2 separate regions of the Oryctolagus cuniculus genome follow, and region 1 is linked to region 2. Evidence: chromatin contacts called from public Micro-C data. All regions are on one chromosome and are shown on one strand. Each heading gives the region's core, a stretch centred on a gene start, on an enhancer-like site or on the middle of the called end of the contact. The rest is flanking DNA. Distances are from core to core; before and after follow the strand shown.

Region 1 (5,844 bases), core at 1,362-3,861, 110 kb before region 2:
AAATTCCCTTTAAAAAAGGAAGTTAACATAGGTAGACAATTAAAAATTTGGACAAACATGGAACAAATTTATCATTTACAGTCTTATAATAATTTGTCTTGTTCAGCATTTTTCTTGCTCAAAAATTTATTTTCAAGTTCTATTTTTATTTTAACTGTTATATAAATGCACCTTTTTTAGTTTTTAATTACTTGAATGAATTGTTTTACATAGCATTTGAAATTGACAGAATATTTCTCTACAATGTATTTAGTAATTTTATAGGATTTTTGTTGTTAATTAGAGGCCATGACAGAACTAAATATCATCGAAAGAAAACTTCTAGAGTTTACAAAACTCTTAGTTTGTGAGTTCAGAAGAAATTTCATTGTACACATGATTACTTACAAATATTTTTGAGTTGAGATAGAAACAAGGAGTATTAAGTACAATTTAAATCATATTTTATAGTGAAATAGCTTCAAAGTTTACTTTTTTTTTTTGCTATGGCAATTAATGTAGTTGAGTATTTCCACAGTATAGGATTTTTTGGCAGAATTACTAGTCAGTTTTCCTCAGAACATAAATGTAAAACACTGATAACATTTTCTTCATTGAGTTAAAAATTTTAACAGTTTTCAAAAATAAAATTACTTTGTAAAAAGAAAACTACTTTATATTTTTGTTGAATTTATTCTACTTGTGAAAGGATGAATAATGTTTCTCTCATCATTTTTTCCCATACTTTTTGGAAATATTAAAACTTAGTTCACCTCATAATGTGGAAACTTCTTCACTCTTTAGAAACAGTGAAATTCATTTGTAATTTTTAAATTGTGGAACTTTTGCATTTTAAGTGTGACAGAGTTTGTATTTATTTCAATTTTGCAACAGGCACACAAAAGGCTTTCTTCCCTTCATTATAAGATATAGTAAATAATTACATATCAACTTTTATTGTGTATTGAAAAGAAACCTTTAACATATGCCAGTATTTTATCTGCAAATTTTAATATGTGTGAAATGTTTATAGTAGGTCATTTTAGGGAGCATTTCATAATTTAAATGAAATGCTTTGGTCTGTGTGATCTAAATTGTAGCAAAAAGATAAATGCAGTGTTATATTAAATTGAAAATTATTATAGAAGTTTAGTATAGGCAAGAGGATCTTGAATATGCAGTAACAAAAGTAGATAAGAAGCACATGAAGACACTAACCTTTGTTGTTTTGGAGAAAATATGTGCTTAAACAAAAGGTGATAATTTTCATGTAAACTGCTGAGAGTAATAGTTTGTTCTTTCACGAATATACTGAACCTTAATACATTAAAATTATTTACAATTTTTACGGATTTATACAACTCTTCCCATAGAATTAACTGCAGTATTACATGAACAACTGTCATATTTTAAGAAACCAATTTATAATTGTAGATTAGATAGCCAAATAATTTTGTAAATGTTGGGCTTTGATATAAATGCATCAACACTGCATAAAAAGAATAATGTTCCCTGTTTTTAAGTCATTTTCAAATAAAAGGCTGATTGATTTGCACTTGTTGCATTTTTTACTGTATATTGATTTAATTTTAAATTATCGTAAAGTAAATATTGCTATTTGATATTGTTTTTAAACATGGTAAGGTTCATTTTACAAGTAACCTGACCTATTATTTATTTTAACAATGATGATTTGTGTCCAGCTGCATATTCTTCTAAGTCAAGACGAATAAACAGATCAGTAAAGGTCCCACTTTAGATATTCTTTTTTTTTTTCTTAGAAACTGTAAGAATGTTTGAGCCTTCCTTGTTTATAGGTTCAGGTGTGTTTGTCAACTAGTGTTTCTGTCTGTATAGTGCAGTGAATGTTACGATGGAGAGCCTAGAGGCAGGCTCTTTTTCTTTATCCTATACTTCATTAAGTGCAATTTTTAGTTTGTTACTGAAAGTCAACATATGAATCAGTATAAAGGGCGATATCAAATATGATGATGTGGATAACTTTGAGAACTGAATATTCAGCATATACTATAGCTATTTCCATGTTTGAGTAATGATTCTAGATATTTAGTATTGTTAGTTTCGGGTATTTACTAACATGTAGAAAATCTGGAGTGCCATGACTTACTCAAAGGAACTGCTTGGTAGATTGTTTCTGCTTTGCTAATATTGAAATTTTTGTAATATATCTCCTTAAAAATATCATGAGACAAAGTGGTCAGGGTCAGAGATCAACATTGGTAGTGGAGAAAGCCTGAAAAAGTTTTCGAAAAATTTTCTTCCCTGTGACTATCAATTACTTGACTGTTTGCAGAGATTTTGAAAGGAGTGATTGTCTTGTTTCAATGTTTATATGAATGTGAGGGCTTGCTGAGGATTTCAGTTTAAAAACTAAAATAGAAAATCAGATTGAGATTAATGACATGGTGTATTTTTATAGCAACAAATTGCAACTTGCCATTCCTACATAAACAACAAACTGGAAAAATATACCATGGCCTCTGAGATAGTTCTTCTTTTACTCTTCACTGAAGAACTGTTGAGAAAGTGACAGCAAAAAGATGATATTGGACCAGTCTGCATGATATGTGGTATTTTAGGCCCATACAGTTATTTCCTTTATTTAGATGGCTAAGTTTTGCATCAGAACTCTTTATAATCCCAGATATTTTAATGGACACAGAGGGATTGTAGCAGAACATACTCATTGTTTTTTCATTAGAGGGCCTATGATGGGATTTCTGAGGCAAAAACAGTGTTTTTCTATGTATAATGATTTTTTGAAAATCACAGTTTATGTAAGTCAACTCATTCAGTGGGCCAGTTCAGTGTAATAAACAAGCTACTCAGCTTTAGAAAGGATTAGTTTTTCATTTTGTCCTAAACCATGCCACTTCCCTGAAGAATGTGATAGTTGTATATGAAAGGTCATGTTGCTAAAAATTGTAGAACATGTGTGTTCCACATGTGAGTTCATAAGCTGTGTTCTGCATTCAAAAGAATATATATCAATAGACAAAATCGTTTCAACATAGAAACAGTTGTCATGAAATTTAGCTTGTGGTAATAGCAATTTTCAAGTTATACAGGAGATGTCATTCATAAATTACCTTTTCAAAGTGTTAGTTGTTTAGATTTCTGTTATATTCCTCATGAGGTATAGTGCTGTGCGTCTGAATTTTCTAACTGGGGAACAACTTTTGAAAACTTAACGTGTCTCGCTGTTCATGTTCTGTGGGATTCTAAACTGATCCACGTTCTTTCTTCTCCATTTCCAGGGTTCATTCATAAATATTCTCTAGAGAGTTTTTTGTTTTATGTCATCATCCAATGTTAGATATGTTCAGGTAGCTTAACATGCAAGATTGGTGCACAGAAATTTTACACTGAAGTGTGATCTTACTATTCTAAAACATTTTGGTTATCAGGAAATACATAAACTATGATATAGAAACTAAAACTGATATGTAATTTTGGTAGATGAAACAAAGTAATAATTAGTTCAGAATATTTACGAATGATAACATTTTTATGGACTCATTTTTATGTCAACATGTTTAATTTGGAAACTAGTATTTGTTATTGGAAAATAGTGACTGACCTTGATACTCAGCAGTTCAAACTGGCTGATTCGAACTTATTGAATGAACATGTCTTAGATGACATATCAACTATTGGGCCACCTTGTATTTGGAATTTATTTTAGTTTTCAATATTCAGATCATTAAACATAAATGTGATAGTATTTGTGTATTTTCAACTTTCAGAATTAACTGTTTCTATCTAATGAAATTCGTTCTGTCTTCTTAGATAAGTAAATAATTTAAGAGTAATCAAATATCTTACAATTTCCATTTTCCATCTTAAAACCTACACCAAATCAAATTTTCGGTAGCCAAATCACATTAAGTTTGGATTTACTAGTGAGATGAGATTATGTTCCCCCAAATGAGATTATATATGAAGTCCAGGTGTTGACTAGTATTTGTGTGGTTTTAGATACACAAATAGCATTCCAGGTAGAGCTTCTCCTTTCTCACTTGAGAAAAGTGCAATTAAAAGTAATTTCCAGATGTTCAAATGCACAGCTGCTTTCTTCTAAACTAAATTTTACAGAAATGAGCTATATTATAATGGGTTTAAAAGTCAGTACATTTTAATGGCTTTTAAATTGGATTGGAAGCATCATTACTAGGTTTACTGGATGAAGGGAATTGATGCTTATGAGTACCTGGGACAATTTCCATTTAGGTAGAAGCAGACCATTAACGTATTGGAAATTACAACCAGTTTCAAACTTATAGCAGGTTTGTAAAAACCGATTATTATGTGTGTTGATCCACTCTATGCCTTTTGGCAGCATGCAAAATTATTCAGATATAACTGGGAAAGTGTGCGTGTGTGTTTATATATATATATATATATTTCCAAAGTGATGCAAGGAGCAAGATATCTTTATATTTTCTTTGCCTCAAGATAGAGAAAATATCAAGAATAAGAAATAAGTACATTATTTAAAAATATGGAAGACTGGGAAACAGTTTTTGTATATGAGATTATAAACAATTGTCATGAAGCTACATTTCAGTAAAATTAACTTTTTTATAATCAATGCATTTTACTTGGAGCTATGTACATGCCCAATAATAAGTTATTGCTGTTAATATTACCCTATTGGGTAAAGGCCTGTTCTTGACCAAGTTTCCCTGGGCTTTTAACAGACTTTTTGGTGTGGATAGCTATAGTCAACTTTTTCTGAAACTCTTTTGGGAAGGCATGCTGATTAAGGGAAGAAGGGGAGGTGGAAAGTCGGGGGGATTATTTGAACTAGGCAATGAAGGAGCTTGCACACTATGTGAGCTCAGAGATTTATCATAATCACTCCATTAGTATTTCAACAATAATTTGCTTTTCTAAGAGTATTGTTGAAGGAATTTCAAAAATTTGACCTTGGAAGTAATTAGAAAACTGACTCATCAGCTGTGAGTGTGATGATGGAACACTTTATCTATCCTGTCTACAACATTCTTTTAAGTGATTGACTCCTGCCCTTGAAAATATTATTCAGGACCAGTCATTGATGCACTGGCTCAAACCCTAAACAGTATGCTTCTATATCTTATCTCACCTAATTCTCTGGCCCTGAAATGTGGGGATGATAATTCCATTGTCCAGATGGGAGGCTCAAAGTGCTTAAGTAACTTTCCCAAATTCCAGTGATGTTAAGTGTTGATGTTAAGATTTGAATTTTTGTTAATGGTGCTTCTAGACCATGCTGGGACCCCTTGTACTACATGTTTAATAATCTTGAACCATGGAGCATAAAGGAACATTAAATATAACTCGGTAGTATAAATTCTCTCTTTCTCTCTCTCTCTTCTCTATCTCTCTCTCAAAAACTGAAGAACAGATAGTTTTAACAATATTAAAATTAGCCACAAAGTATTGAGAGAGATAGTAGGTTTCCTGAAGTACTTTTAATATTATCCAAAGTTAAGCAATAACCAGTAACCAATAAAACAATATTGGACATAGGCAGTTTTCTCTAGAAAAAATAAAAAAAAAATAAAATCTATGGGCAATAATTGCACCTCTGAACTGATTGCACATCAATGGTTTAAAATAATAAATGCTATGAATGAAGAAACATTTCTCAGGATATTGAACTGGCTTGTTTTATGAACATATACATTATTAGAACCAACTAGGTGCCAGAATTAAAGAGACACTGTGAGTTTTCACTGTAGTCATCTATCCCATCCAATGCAGTACCTTGTTAGGGAATTCCATGGAAGCAAACTTAAGAATCGCCCTCCCTACACCACCCTGCTGCAGTTGCTTAACTGCTCTGAAACAGTGTTTTCT
Region 2 (6,209 bases), core at 1,684-4,183:
AGAACATGGTTTTCTTGTAGTTGCTTCTTTTAAAACCAATTGGCATTTCTGAGATACAGCCGTCTTCAGCTCCAAATGGTGACAATATAGAGCAAAAAGAAAATCCAAGAAACTCATGCCATGACATGGCTTGGATCCTGCAGTCTCTAGCTAGTTTGTCATCTTCTCTCCATCTTTCAGAGTCTCTTTATGGTTGTTTTAGTGTATAATATCCAGGGATTTTAATTGTACCTAGCATTCTTTCTTCCAGGAAACCTGAGTCTCTTGTTTCTTTCTTTTTTCCTATCTATTTATATTTTTAGTTGGGAGGGCAACATACAATTTTCAAATTAGGTTCCTTAAAGAAGTTAAAACAGAATCTTGAAAAAACTACTTAATGAATTTTGTATTTCAAAAGGAAAGTTTTAGAGGATGCATCTCCATCTGTAATTTATTTTTAAAAATCCACTTCGCTTCCACTTTCCAATTTGCAGCAATTTTGTCCTTGACAAACTTGTCTCTAATACATGTTCTTTTAAAACCTGCAACCCTCTGGGAGTCATGTCCGTTTGGTTCATTGTCGTTCCCGTGTCTAACCCAAGACCCACCACTCACCGGTTTGTACTCAGTAAGCATCTGCTGAAGAAGTGAGTGGGAACTGGAAATTTAAATTTTACTCTTTTAGGTCAGTTATCTATTTTCCGCACACAGCGGAGGTGTATCTCCATGTTGATTCTCCACCAAGCACCCTTTAAGTGTTTGCTGGGACAATAGCAAAATTTCTCCATAATTTTGCAAAAAAAAAAAAAAAGAACAATTTTAATTTCAGCACATGTGTAGGTTTTTCTTTATAGTTTAGAAGTATGTGTATTTTAAATTACAAATGGGAAGAACACCATAACAGTTCCCAGATGTGTGTGTATGCACATGAAGATTCAAGCCAACTGCTTTTGAAGACAGTGACCTGAGGACCCCCAAAAAGACCATAAACTATTTTTAGGATATGCTTCTTAAATCTATAACTCTTTCCTTTTATTAGGAAATCATAGTTTATCATTTTAAATCTTTACTGTATATTGTGCCATGAACACTTACGTACCTTGAGGAGGGATGTTGTTAATCTGTCCTTTTGATAAGGCACTGCATATAATTTTTAATTTCTTACGAAGATAATTCTACTTTAAATAAGGATTCTCCAATCATTGCAGTGTGCTTTTTTTATTAATGGAGTTGGAAAACATGGTTCTTTTTACCACTACTCAGTATGTTTGGCTTAAATACTAACAATGCCTGCTTTCCTGCTTGGCTTCAGATTCAACTTAAGGAAATTGTGAAAGATTTAATTTACTCCACTTTTGTTAGAAAGTATGGAAATGTTTGTACATGGGAACTTTCATTGCATGCTAGAATGGAAATTCAATGGGGAGGGGGACCCATTTCATTTATTGCCTAAGAGCTGTTGATATACTCCCTGCATCTTTCAAAGGCATCTTTCTTGCCACACAGGCAAAATGTAGCCTGCAAACGAACAGAAAGAGCACTTCTCACATGTGTCAATCTCAGCAAACTTACACAGCAGCTGTGTTAGGTACTGGTGAAGATTACCCCAGGACCGAGTTGCAGGGTTTTGTGTATTTGAAGGGACAACTGACTCTCCCAGGGGACCACTTTGTTGGAGATTACAGCAATAATGCATCCCCACTGTTGCTAGTGGATATTGTGTAGTGCAAAATTGGTGCTGGATAAAATCAGAAAGTAATAAAAAGCAAAGAGGAAACTCTGAGATTTTTGAATCTTAAAGTGAGAAACCAAAGCAAATGTCTGGAGCTTGTTGTATTCATTTGTAGAAAAAAAAAAAAAAATCCGGGGAAGGGATGCCTTTAATGCAGAAAACTTGCAGGGCGTTCAGTCTTTTCATTTTAGAACCATTTGGGTGTGTTGAAAAATAAAGTTGCAGTGTAGGCATGTTCAGACCTTTATTTGCTACATTTGGTAGCAAAGATTTTTTTTCCCCCCTCTGTACTCTAAGAAGCCAGAGTTTTCTGTGCAAACGAAACAGGCGTTGCAAGAATCAGATTCACTTTGGACGACTCTTCACATTCCAAGTCATCATTGCATTAGGCAGCACAATTCCATCTCTGGTTGATGGGCAGAAAAAGTGGGCAGCTTGCCAGGTAGACGTTTCCATGACTCCCAGCCCCCAAAGGTGATGCGTTTTTCAGCTAATTCAATGAAGAGTGGGCTGAACTTTGGGTCTAAACGAGACAATAGCTGCCTTCGCAGTATCAGCAGAATGGTTGATGGGAATGCACTCTACATTTGGCAGAGAATCATGTGACCTTACGGCTGAGATTTTGTGATGGTGCCAACGGAGACTTGGAAAGCAGCAACCGTCCTGACTTTTTTCTTCTTTTCTAGCATGGCTCAGAAAATGGTGGATCTTAATACTTGACTCTAGCCAGACTCAGCAAGCAACTGAGCTTTGAAGCACAACTTCGCCTTTATTCTGGGTTTTTGGCAGGCCACCAGGAGGCTGTCCCTTTCACGCCTGATAAATTCTGCTGCTTATCTCTAAAGAGAGAGAGAGTGAGAGAAAGAGAGAGAGAGAGGGAGGAAAATAATAACAGAATATTGAGGCATAACAAGCAAATCCTAAAAATTTGTATGTGCTTTTTGTTTTTGCCTCTTCTGACTGCTGATTTTTTTAAATGTTAATAGCCTGTCTGCTTGCTGCAGAGTCCAAGTAGTTGGGTTATGTATGTATATATGTATGTATGTATTTTTGGGTTTAGAATGAACAGGCATTTGAACTGGGCGAACAAGACGACAGCAGCAGTGAGCGTGAGATCATTGCAGCAATGTAGCAAACTGGCACCCTGCCTTTTCACCCCTTTGGTTCAGGAGACCAACGTGTGCAATCCTCATTTCTAAAGTCAGCACAGCCTGGAAGGATTCCTGGTCTCTTCCCACCTTCTACCCTTCTGCTGCCAGTGACGGCAAGGATTGGTGCAGCTTCTGCGCAGTGCTTTGTGCCTGGAATACGGAAAAGGAAGAAAAAGAAGACAAGCACCCTGGTCCTTTTTTTCTAAGAAATAACAGGAGCCCTGAAGAAAAAAATCTGAGTTTGTCCTACTACTTGCAAGAGTGCTGAAAAAAAAAAAAAAAAATGAGACGCTCCTGCTCCAAAACAAAAACAAAACAAACAAACAAAAATCCAAACCAAAACAAACTTTAAAAAGGCAAACATTGGCTGTCTAACTACAGAGACATCGGCTTTGTAAAGCAGCTTTGCAAGGCAGCATAACCAAATGAGCCTTCTTTATTTTTATTATTTCCAAACTATGGCATAATTAGCAATGTATTGCACTTGGTGAAATCGCACCTTTCATATCAGGTATAACTTTTTGTTGTTGTTTCTTTTTAAGCCTTCTCTTATATACAGGGGATCCTTGAACTTTCAATTTACTCTTATTTAACACACCACCCACTTTGCTCTTTTTAACGTTTTCCTTTTTCTCTCTGGTCTAATCTTGATTAGAATAGAAACTGAAGTAAAATAGATAAATCTCTATGCAAAAAGACAGTATATGTTTTTGTTTTTGTTGTAACCAGAGGTTTTGCAAAGACACTGATGTTGCTATTTGTGCTTTCTGTGTCCAGGATTGGTTTTTGCTAAGAAAAATGAGTGTTTAGACCTAATTGGTAGAAAAAGCAAATCTTTCATCTTACTCGTAATTTGAAATTTTAAATAAGAAACTTTCTGAACTTCTAAAAAATGCTCATACTAATATATGAATTAGATGAATGAAAATAAAATTAGTTTTGGGGAAGTGATATTTAAATTATTTACAAGGATTTCAATCAAACAGAAATAGGGATGAAATGAACATGTTCTCAATTGCTAAGTAGAAAAGAAGGTTCTTCCACAATAATAGTCTCTTTCAACAACATTTGAAAAGAAATATTTGTCCTAGAGCAGTTGTAAAAAGCATTGGAAATATCTATTACGTATTTTAGTAGAGAAAGTACGTACAAACTTGTTTTAAGTTCAAAGCAGTGCATTGGCTCCGCAAATAAACGCATTGCATTCTAATTATTTTGCCTGTTTGTAGAAGTAAATTGCTAAGCAATTTAAACATTTTGCAATAAAACCCATTTTTGCCTTGTTCAATGTGAGTGTGTTAGTAGATGCATTCCACCTATTTTAATTTTGATAAAAATGTTTATAAACATGTCAAATTTTAAAAGGCAGGAAATGCTTTTGAAATAGAAAGCTTATATCAATGAAGATATTGATCTGTATATTAACTGATGATAAATTTCCCGTTTAAAAAAACTTTGGTTAAACTATTGTACTTTAAATCATATTTTATTATGTTAAAAATATGGAGGTAAACAAAGAGTAATATAGAACTGATGAATTCTGCCTTCCCTGTTGTTATTCTATGAAGAATTATGGGAAACTACAAAAATCCTCAATATTGGTATCATTCAAATGGAATATTTTATCAGTTACATTGATTATAGTACACTAATTATTTACAAAATAGCTCTTGCTTCTGCATACTGCCTCAGCTAATGGAACTTCAACTTTCACGGGCTTAATTAATATTAATAAACTTGTTTTTATATTTCAAGATCCTTGAGTTAAAAAAACATTATTTTAAATGTTATTTTTAGAAGCCATTAATCTCTACACTCTTAATTATCTTATTAAGCTCCATGCCAAATCCAAATCTCTTTTCGGCTTTCACTACTTCATTGTGCAAAAACCTAGTCGCTTCTGTAACAGCTATCCCCCTTTCACTTTCAAAACTGTTACTGTGAAAACAACACCGACCAAAATGAAGGCATAAATGCAAACTCTGAAACCACATTATATGTCATATGAGTAGCCTTGGGTGGGGCCCTATGAGTCTTCCATGCCATTTTTTTTTTTAATACTTTAAAAGGTTTTGCCCATTCTGATACTGTGTTTTCTTCTCGATCCACTACCTTCGTTCCCACCATCTTCTCAGATGCTTCTTCTAGACAGCACTTGTCTGATATTTCTCCTTTTGTGGTTGTTTTAGGCAAACTTAAAATGAATATGAGAAGGGAAGAAAGTGATCATAGGAGAAAATCATCTCAGGTAAAACTAAAAAACAAAATAACAATTCATAGTTAATATTTTTAAACAGAAAATTCTTGAGTGTGTTTGATTAAAGGAATTCATTTCGTTTGCTTTTTTAATCTGTTGGAATTTTCATTGATGGTGTTCTTTTGAGAATTCGTAGTATGATCTGCTTTTGTGAAAAAATCTTGCCCAAATTTGTGACCAATGTACGATTTGTGTCCCTTTTAATATATATCTGTATATCCATATATATTACATAGATACAATACATTTGAACAGAAAGCTGTTGAAGAAAAAGAAAAGTTATATTTTTTCATTTGTGTTATCATATAAAAGTAAGTAAAATCTGGGGGAAGAGAATAAAATCATGCTTTTTAATCTTTTTTCATGATATGTTAAGATCAACACATACATTCTTTAGAAAGTTAGGATAAAACTTTAACATCCATGTTGCTTTTAGTTCACATCTAATTTATAGATATATGCTGAAATATTTTTACTGCAATTAAATGCGTGACTGTTGATTATTTACTATAGTTTTAATAGGTTTGGAAGCAACTGGAAAATAAGTAATAGGAAAAACTTCACGTACACTGAATTATCTGTATAAAGTCTAAGCACACATTGTATTCTATCACAAAACGTGGCAAATCACTAGTTAGTACGTATTATTATTATTTTTCACAACGAAGATATAATTGAGAACTGCTGAATGGTTGTAGATATGAGTGAAATGAATAATGATTGTCCAACTTAACAATTTTGTTGCCATTGAGCTTAGAATACTTAAGTGTGTGTAGCTGGCTTTATATTTGTATTTACTCATCTTTGTGTTTGTTTTCGAGCATTTTAAAAAAAATTTTGCCAATTTATTTTTGCTCTACTTGTTGAAAAAATACATGTTTATAGGGATATATTTTAAGTATTTTTTGAAAAAATACTTTAAATTTATTTGTTCAGACAAGATATTCGTTTTGATAAAACACATCTGGAATATGAATGTTAGCGCGGAATAGTAGTAACGATGCTGTTAATGTGTTATTGATTTTAGTTTGATATTAATTTACCAGAATATTGTAAATTTTGGTATCATTCCAGTTGTAGGCACATATGT

The links. A called contact is a pair of places that touch in the nucleus more often than the background predicts.
Region 1: a contact with region 2 is called in a Micro-C map of ear pinna, with 9 times the contacts expected there. The contact joins two enhancer-like sites. A contact is called at or near these places in 4 of 6 Hi-C or Micro-C datasets (ear pinna, psoas muscle, skin fibroblasts and 1 more).

What each region holds. Positions count from the first base shown.
Region 1 is chr4:30,560,093-30,565,936 of mOryCun1.1, reverse strand. All of the region lies in intron 5 of LOC103350594 (a long non-coding RNA gene), which reads left to right. Among named protein-coding and RNA genes, the nearest start is that of MIR99A, 110 kb to the right of the region's middle. Within about 2 kb of position 2,611, at least 1 of the 8 cell types and tissues checked has an H3K27ac peak or open chromatin away from gene starts, as enhancers often do. A contact at or near this core is called in ear pinna, where this site is marked.
Region 2 is chr4:30,449,410-30,455,618 of mOryCun1.1, reverse strand. LOC103350594 (a long non-coding RNA gene) reads left to right here. Exons shown (of 11, transcript XR_011387767.1): 7 at 5,052-5,110. Among named protein-coding and RNA genes, the nearest start is that of MIR99A, 3.6 kb to the right of the region's middle. Within about 2 kb of position 2,933, at least 3 of the 8 cell types and tissues checked have an H3K27ac peak or open chromatin away from gene starts, as enhancers often do. A contact at or near this core is called in ear pinna, where this site is marked.